3 separate regions of the Mus musculus genome follow, and regions 2 and 3 are each linked to region 1. The links are chromatin contacts, called in public HiChIP or PLAC-seq maps. All regions are on one chromosome and are shown on one strand. Each heading gives the region's core, a stretch centred on a gene start, on an enhancer-like site or on the middle of the called end of the contact. The rest is flanking DNA. Distances are from core to core; before and after follow the strand shown. Region 1 holds the start of Fgfr2 (fibroblast growth factor receptor 2). Region 2 overlaps Wdr11 (WD repeat domain 11). Region 3 overlaps Gm33248 (a long non-coding RNA gene).

Region 1 (2,739 bases), core at 116-2,615:
ACCGCCTATGGGCTGTGCCACTGGCAGGCGGCCCCACGGCGCGCCGGCTCTGAGCTCAAAGGAACGCGCCCAGTAGGCAGGACTGTGCCCGCCGGAGTCTGACAGGAAAGGGGTGCCAGCGGCAGAGGCAGATGTCAGCATTGGGATGGAGGTGCTGAAAGAACTCCCCCAAAGCCAGCCATCCGCATTCATCCACTCCTCCATCACCAATACAGTCAGAGACTGACAGGGTGCGCCCCCAAATAGGTTTACCCGCGCCTTCCTCCCGGGGATCCTGCGCCCCCGCATCCTCCCACGGCACCCACTTTCCCGGCTGGCGAAGCTCCCAGAGGCGTTCGGCACGACGATTACCTTGAATGGCAGCGCTCCTCTGCGCTCGGTGCTGCGCCGGAGCCCAGAGTGGATCGGGATGGAGCAGGCGATGATCTCGGAGGAAAACTCCAAAAAGAGAACGATTCCTTGGGTAGCAGCCGGCGCCAAGGTTCCGAGGCTTCACGCGCGCCGGGGATCGCAGAACAGCTAGGACATGACACCGGAGCTGCTCTCGGATCTGGGCAGCAGCAGAAGAAAGGACTGGAGCTTGGCGTTGCCTACTCCAAACTTTGCTGGCGAGTAGTGAACACTCGCAGCGCTCAGGAACGCTGAGGCCCGGGGGCTCACGCCCGGCCCCCGCCAGCCCGGAGAGCAGTCGCCACGCCGGGCCAGGAACACACAGGCAGCCCCCGCGCCGGAGCTCTGGCGGCCGCGCGTTCGATCGTCCGTGCGCCCGTTCCGCGCCTGCCGCCGCCGCCGCTCGCCTCTCCCGGCTCTCTCCCCTCGCCGCCCGCGCCGCCGCCGCAGCCTCCTCGGGCGGGTCACGCCCCCCGCTGAAACCCGAGCCGTTTCCTGGACGGCGGCGCCCGCTCTGCCAATCAGCGCCTCGCGCTGGGGCAGTCCCGAGCCCCGCGCTGCCCCCGAAGCCTAGCAGCCGCAAAGAGACACCCGCCAGGCAGGCGAGGGGCCCCGCCGCGCTGCCCGCAGGGGTGCACAGATGACCTCTCGGAACCCTGTTGGTGAACGGCCTCTGTACGCCACTGCCCCAGTTCCTAGCCAGCTTTGGTGCACAGTGGATGCGTTACGTTGTTTTATGTCAAGTTAGGAAACAAATGACAGAATGCTGTGCAACTTCAGACACCTTAGAATAGGTCTGCAGCATACTGGGGCCAGACATTTCATGTCATGAAGCTTTGAGGGTGGAAGCAGCGGATGTTCGTGGGAGATGTTGCGTTGTCTTGTTCCTCTGAACAATAGACAGGGGACGAGTGTTTGGGAAACCCTCCTTTAGGAAGGGAACACGTGAATAGGTAATTGTACTTATCCGCACATCTGCCTGCAGAGTAACAGAACCAGATTCTGACAAGAAAACTGAAGATCGGAGAGGTTAACACAACCGGCTGCTGGATGAGCCCTTTAATGTGGCTGCCATGGGAAAAGGCAATCTACAACAGAAAACATCTTTAATAGTATCAATGTAGGTTAACATAAAGAAATCCAAAGGAGGGCTGGAGATGGATCAGCAGTTCAGAGTGCTTCCTGCCTTCTTAAAGGCCAAAAGCCAGTTGCTGGCTAAATATCAGTCCCTCACAATGGCCTGTAACCCCAGTTGCAGAGTCATCCAAAGCCTCTGGTCTCCTTAGGAAACTGCACTCGTGAACACAAAGATACAGGCATATAGTTTAAAAATAGAAATAAATATTTAAAAGAAAGTAGGGCTGGAGAAATGGCTCCGTAGTTTAAGAATACTGCCAGAGATTGGTTCAATTCCCAGCATCCACTTGGCTTGCTCACAATCACCTCTAAGTCCAGTTCCAGGAGTCCCGACGCCCTCTTCTGGCCTTCAGAGATACTGCATGCACAATGTGCAGACAGACATGCAGGCAAACATCCATACCAATCAAATAAAATGAAAATTAATTAATTAATTAATTAATGAGAGGGGGAAGAAACTTGAAAGAGTCTAGAGAGGTGTTGGAGATGTAGCCTAGTAGTAGAACGCTTGCCTTGCATGTACAAGGCCTGATCTCCATGCCACCTAAGAAAGAAACAGAGAAAGAAACAAAGAATCAGAAACAGAAAACACACTCACTCTACCAAAAACCAAGTCATCTGACCGTGAGCAAATTGGATTCTCTCCCTGACTCTTACACTCTTCTGTTGCAAAGCAGGATTCTTTAACTAAATGTCAGGCCGGGCTGTAATGATTGGCATCTCCCATTTGTCTCTCCCACTAGACTACCTTGAGATCATTTATCTTTCAGTACGCACTCCCTTTCTCTCTTTCATCCCTTGAGCAGTTGTGTTTAAAGTCAAGGCCATATAAATTGTAACTCTAGCACTCAGAAGTGTGAGGCAGGAGGATTGCCTTGTGTTTGGGGGCCAACTTGGTCTACATAGTAAGTTTGAAGCCAGCTACATTTTGTCTAAATAAATTGAATCTTAATTATTGGGTCAATTATTGAGGTCCCAGACCTCGCAGGATAAAGAGAAGTTCGGGAGCTTGAAAATGGTTTCAGGTACATGCTGAGTTTGTGTCAGCCCTGGGCTATATAAGATCCTGGCTCAAATAGGTCACTAAGTTCAGAAAAGCCTTAGACTCTCTCTGGTGCCTAAAGACAAACAAAGCCAGACAGTAAAGTCCACCTGGGACACAGGTTTGAAAGAGGAGACGTACCAGAATCCCTAATACTCTACCTTATGCCA
Region 2 (2,739 bases), core at 105-2,604, 650 kb before region 1:
AATTATGAATTAGTGAGTTGATATTGTTAGCAGCAGGACTTGGGGAAATGGTCTTAGGGAATCTCTAAGCAAACATCTGCTTGGTGCTACCAGGCTTACAGACAGTAGATCGCATTCAGTGAGTTCTTCCTTTTACTCTAGAAATTGTGAGGACTTACCTGCTAGGGGGGGAAGAAAAAAGAAAGAAGAGGAAAAAAAGAACTTTTCTAGTGATTGGCCCAGTTGTATGATAATCAGTGTGGGTGTATTTATTTAAAACAGGCCTGATGAAGACAGCAGGGCTTCAGTTAGTTCCTGACTAACTGTGCTAACCATGAGTGATAATGGCTACTCCTACTCGGTGCCCTCTGTACTGTTTCTGTGTAACTAATGAGACTGAGGTGCAGAGGGTAAATACTAGAGTCGTCCATCCCACTGTGTCTGGAGAAAGAAGGTGAGAACTTGAGCCAGGAATGGAAATTCCCAAGTGTGCTCATTCCAAGCAGCCATTAGTCTGGGTGTTCGGTACAGCTTTGTTTTGAAATCATTCTAGTCCTAACTACTATAGCTATTGCTACTGTTTCAAATGCTGTTTTTGGCTCTCTGTTGATTATGTTGTCCTGCGAAAAGACAAATACTTGGGTACCCAGGAACCAATGAAGAAAATGCTTGTAGTTAACATAGCAGATGAGAGTTGGCTGAGAGCCTTAGCCTGGTTATCCCACAGTCGGGAGGCTGAGGCAGGAGAATGACTATAGGCTATGTAGTGTGCTTGAGGTGAACCTGGAATATAGAGCAAGAATATCTCAAAATAAAATAAATGACTGCAGGTAAAGTTCTGAAGATAGAGCAGTGAGCTTGGGTGAGGCAAATGTCTGATGGCCTTGAAAGCTGCAGACAGGAGCTTACATAGACACAGGAGACGATTGTACTGCTTTGGGGAAAGCAAGACAGAAACAAGAAGAAATATCTCATGCATAAGATTGTTGTAGATCAGAGGGCAATAAGCATTTTTCATAATGGATCAATAATAAAGTTTTGAGGCTTAAGAGTTTAGATCCTGAAGGTTCTCACAGCTGCTCACGTCTGCCATTGTATTGTGAGAGCAGCCCTAGGCTCTACCATTTGCATTGCAAAGAGCTGGCCTATGGCTATTAATGGACAACTGTACATGGGACCCAGCTTTAGACATTGGTGTTAACTAGTTTTACTACATGGAAGAAATGTACCACCACTGCTTGTCAGTCCCCTGTCAGCCCCACGTGGACAAGGCATCCATACTGTCCTGTGGGGTGGCCTTCACTGAGCCCAGGTTTTATCTGCATGAGGGAACATTTGGAGCTTCTGTCGCCGTCTCCATCTGAAAGCTAACGGCAGGCTCTTTGCTCCATCCAATGTTGCTCTAGTTTTGCAGCTGGGAATTTTGATAACATCTCTAGCAGACACTGGAAGGATTCATCTCTGAATGTTTCTGTGCTGTTTGCTTTAAGCAGTTAGGTACTTAAAAATTGCTGTGAAGTGTTTTTCCCTAGCTAGATTTTAGTATCCATTTAAACGATGGTATGGACTGATAACTATCTTGTCACTATACTTGGATATAAAATTTTAATTAGAACAAATTTCACATATGTCAAGAATGCATTAATGTAGCCTAAAAGGGTAAGAATAATATTTTGTTACATTATGTAATAAAATGAGGCCTTAGGATACCCTAAATTTTCAAATAAATTTTTCAAATGAGAAAAGATACAAAACTAAAATGTGTTTGCTTTCTAGGGGTATTGAATGGACAAGCTTGACCAGTTTCCTTTCTTTTGCTGCTTCGACCCCAAACAACATGGGGTTAGTAAGAAATGAACTTCAGCTGGTTGATCTCCCAACAGGTCCGTGTCTCGCCTTCCTGAAAGGTTGGGGTAGTGTATCATGCTGATGGGAGACGCTACTGGCATAAAATGTCCTCAGAGCATTTTCTTTGGCCTTGGTGTGTGTTCTTACATCCTGTTTACTTTCTCTAGTTCTATAATAATTGCCCTAGAAATGTCACAGCGTTGCTTCTGTGTACTCACCACTAGTGTAGCACAAGCTAAGTGGAAAACCATTAGCTGAACTCACAGATGCATGACAAAAGGTGAGGTCCAGTCTTCTTTTGCAGTGTTTTATGTATAGCAGCATTCATGTAGAGGTCAGAGGACAGTTCCTGGGAGCCAGTCATTTCCTTTAGCCATGTTGGCCTGGGATTGAAGTCGATGCAAGCGACTGTGCCCGCTGAGCCACTTCACAGGCTCTCTAAAAGATAATTTTTAAGCTTTCTCTGTAGTTGTAGATTTTAGGTCCTCTGCTTAGAATTTGGACCATTGTATGAAGGAAGCCTTCAACAATCGTATAGGTTAGTGATGATTTTAAATGCTCAGATCTAAAGCTTTTGATAGCGAAAGGCTGATTGAATTAGGGAGCATACAAAGTCTTTGCAGTAGAAAACATTCTACAGCTAGGAATGTGGCTTCATTCATACAGTGCTTGCCTTAGCATGTGGAAGCCCTAAGTTCTAGCGCCAGCACCACACAAACTGGGAGTGATCCCAGCACTCAGGAGGATGAAGATGCATCATACTCAGCTCATCACAAGTTCAAGGCCAGCCTAGGAAACTGAGCCCTGTCTCAGTTGAAAAGGGGGAGGATAGGGCTCTTACTCTGGGAACTGGTTCAGCGTTAACCCGGGGGTTAGAGAAAGAGAACTGATCCCCACAGGTATTTATATGAC
Region 3 (2,739 bases), core at 163-2,662, 570 kb before region 1:
GAAAGAGCTGCAGGAGGAGCCATCCTCTGAGTCAAGACAAGGGCTGTCCTGACCACTTAGTTTGGGGACACAGGAAGGCAGGGGATGTGAAGCAAACCAGAGGAGAAGCCGGCTGGACCTTCAGGACGACTTAGCAGTGCAAAGGGGGCTTTGAAAGAGGGCTGGAAGGAGGGAGGTAGCAAGCACCTTGGTCTAGTCCCGGGGCACTCCAAACACACAGAGAGAGCCTGTCTGTGGGCTTCTCTCAGATAGAGGACCACCGATTCTCAGCCCCAGAGCGGGGGTGAGCAAAGAGGTGGGCCGGTAGAATTCAGAGGGCACCTTCTTATCTGAAGAAGGTCAGCAGTGAAGCTGGCCCAGGGATCACTTCAGAATGACTTCCCAGAGCCAGCTGTCTACTGGGTTAGTGTCCATTCATATCTAGCTTTTAAGTACTAACCATGCCCTCGCCTGAGGCTCAGCCCAGGGTCTGGGAGACGAAGGACAGTAGTTCCTGTTTTTTCATGTGGTCTGGTGACAAAGGCACATGCACTTTATTTTAGGACAAGACAAACACCAAAGGGCAGTGTTGGACTGCAGGGGGGACCAGGAGACCTTACTGACTCGTCGGCAATAAAGTTTGTGTGGTAGGCTTTGATGACTACTATGGGCATCCTCTGTATGTGTGTGTGGGGGGCGGGGGGATGTTACTCTGCTTTCAGGGGAGTCTCTGACTTCTTTTTTATAACTTGTGGTGAATGGAGCCAGGTCTTCTTGACCCGATACTGAGGGATAAAGAGGGACAAAGGAGCTCCAGGAGATGGCAGAGCGAAGCCAGGGTTCTTGGGAGTCAAGAGAGATCTTGGGGTATTGTTCTGGTTGTGGGGAGGAGAGGATGGTCACTTCTATCCCAATGCTTTGCCCCACTGCTGTTGGTGTCCATGTGGACCCCAGCCATGCCCAGAAGGATCCCAAGAATGATGACGATCCAGAGACAGGGGACAAAAGGGAATTAGGAACGCAGGCCAGGGACAGTTACTAGCATTGCCTGCAGAGCCTAGGAGTCTACTCAGAGAAGAACTCACAGCCTGAGGCTGGCCCCTTTCAGGAATTTGTAATGCGACTCCCTTGTGTGAGGTACAACCATGGAGTCACACATCACTGCTTAGACTCCCGAGCCACCTCCCAGCCTCAGTGCCTTACACCCTTTTTAACTGAGCACTCTGAGCAAAATGCCAAGGACCTGGGTCTTAAACAGGCTCCCCTTGTCCTTCTCTGGTCACTTGAGCATCCATTACAGGCTTTCTGGCATCCTTCAGGCTCTCCTGCTGGCCCTGGCTTGGGACCCTCCTTCTGCCTCCCAGTGCCTCCCACTTCCTGTCTCTCCAACTGTCCCAAGGAAAATGCAAACCTTCTGTGCTCAGCACAGGCATGCCCGTCAAAGTACTGAAACATCATCTTTGTGGGTGGTTTCAGAGCCTGGCTGCCAGAGCCAAGGCAGTCAATGGGACTGCTGACTGACTTTCTTCCACTTGAGAGGGGAGCAGCCCGTGACTGGGATCCTGTTCCGAACAAGGGATGGGGAAAGACAGAGCCCTTGCTCCCTGCCTGTGTTTGTGTGGAGCCTTCAATGCCTTTTCCAGTTCACTTTGACTTCCTCAGCAACAGCCTGAGAGGTGGGGTTTGTCTTCCTCAGTTTACAGAGTAGCAATCCGAAGCTCTGAGAACTGACATGACTTTCCCAACTCTACTCTCCCATCTGTCACAGTCTGATCACAAACTGAATTCTCAGTTTGATCCTAGCGTCTTTTCCCTTTGATAGGCATGTGGGCATAGTGTCCAGCCCGACCCATGGTGGAGGGTCCCCCTCAATGAGCAATGATACAGGTATTGATGTCACCAGGACACATAATCTACTACAGGGACAAAAAAAAAAAAAAAAAAAAAAAAAACCCAAAAACCAAAAAACAAAAATCATGAGACCAAGCATTCAAAATATCTACATACTTGACCTAGAGAATTTCCTTGTTGGATGCCACCTGCAGGGGTTAGTGTGGGCCTTGAGCCTTCTTGCATCTCTGTATGGGGTAGGTCCCACCCTTAGGTACAGGTAGCATTGGGCATCCTTTGTGCTCATCTCTTCTGTTCATTCATGCCAGGATCATTCATGTATATGCTCCATCTCCTAACCTCACTGCTAGGCAGACATGTTTCTGGGCCCTCCTGACATTCTTTCTCCTTCCTTTAGATCTCTGGCACCTGGCACTGCCACCAAGGGACATCTCAGAGTCTAAGAGTGCCAAACATGGGCACCTGCCTCAGGAATGCATTTGCTATTCCATCTGTGTAGCTGTGTTCCATAAACTGTCTCTGCTTTCCAACAATTAGTGGGGGGAAAATAGGCTTTGAATCTGAAGGGGAGTAGGAATGGGAATTACGGGGTGTTTTAGAGGGAAGAAAGAGAAGGGAGAAATGTAATTAAATTATAATCTCAAAAATTAAAAAAAATCTCTTTTCTATCTGTATAACTTTCTGGGATCCAGGAACTGACATCCTAGCAGGCTCCTGGGCGATGCAGATGCTGGCATTCTGGGCACTGCCCTTTGGAAAGCTATGATGACCACTGAAGCAGAACAGACCAAAGCAAAGAGGTGGGAAAGTCGCGAGAAGATACAGGACTGGCTGGGATACATCAGGAAGAGGAGCTGCGATGGATGGGACTTCAAATGGAAGTTGGTGATTATATCCGTCCCAGCACCT

What was found. HiChIP or PLAC-seq counts read pairs in DNA pulled down with a chosen protein or histone mark.
Region 2: an H3K27ac HiChIP or PLAC-seq map of SST interneurons shows a contact between it and region 1, with 20 times the contacts expected there. The contact joins the enhancer-like site here to the promoter of Fgfr2 in region 1. A contact is called at or near these places in 1 of 484 Hi-C or Micro-C datasets (bone marrow-derived macrophages), 10 of 115 datasets of contacts at active chromatin or transcription factors (SST interneurons, embryonic basal ganglia, embryonic forebrain and 4 more) and 2 of 9 other capture datasets (adipose tissue and embryonic stem cells).
Region 3: a contact with region 1 is called in an H3K4me3 HiChIP or PLAC-seq map of embryonic limb bud, with 13 times the contacts expected there. The contact joins the enhancer-like site here to the promoter of Fgfr2 in region 1. A contact is called at or near these places in 2 of 39 promoter capture datasets (both in embryonic stem cells), 4 of 15 datasets of contacts at CTCF or cohesin (embryonic stem cells, large pre-B cells, pro-B cells and 1 more), 12 of 484 Hi-C or Micro-C datasets (the Patski cell line, bone marrow-derived macrophages, embryonic fibroblasts and 3 more), 20 of 115 datasets of contacts at active chromatin or transcription factors (the NIH/3T3 cell line, craniofacial prominence, embryonic basal ganglia and 13 more) and 4 of 9 other capture datasets (adipose tissue, embryonic stem cells, liver and 1 more).

Annotation. Positions count from the first base shown.
Region 1 is chr7:130,265,443-130,268,181 of GRCm38.p6, forward strand. Fgfr2 (fibroblast growth factor receptor 2) reads right to left here and starts at 1,366. Exons shown (of 18, transcript NM_010207.2): 1 at 352-1,366. RefSeq lists a promoter at 699-924.
Region 2 is chr7:129,612,112-129,614,850 of GRCm38.p6, forward strand. Wdr11 (WD repeat domain 11) reads left to right here. Exons shown (of 29, transcript NM_172255.3): 12 at 1,756-1,862. Among named protein-coding and RNA genes, the nearest start is that of Wdr11, 22 kb to the left of the region's middle. Within about 2 kb of position 1,355, at least 4 of the 459 cell types and tissues checked have an H3K27ac peak or open chromatin away from gene starts, as enhancers often do. A contact at or near this core is called in SST interneurons, where this site is marked.
Region 3 is chr7:129,690,584-129,693,322 of GRCm38.p6, forward strand. Gm33248 (a long non-coding RNA gene) reads left to right here. Exons shown (of 3, transcript XR_378521.3): 3 at 2,523-2,739. Among named protein-coding and RNA genes, the nearest start is that of Gm33248, 25 kb to the left of the region's middle. Within about 2 kb of position 1,413, at least 44 of the 459 cell types and tissues checked have an H3K27ac peak or open chromatin away from gene starts, as enhancers often do. A contact at or near this core is called in craniofacial prominence, embryonic limb bud, neural tube and 1 more, where this site is marked.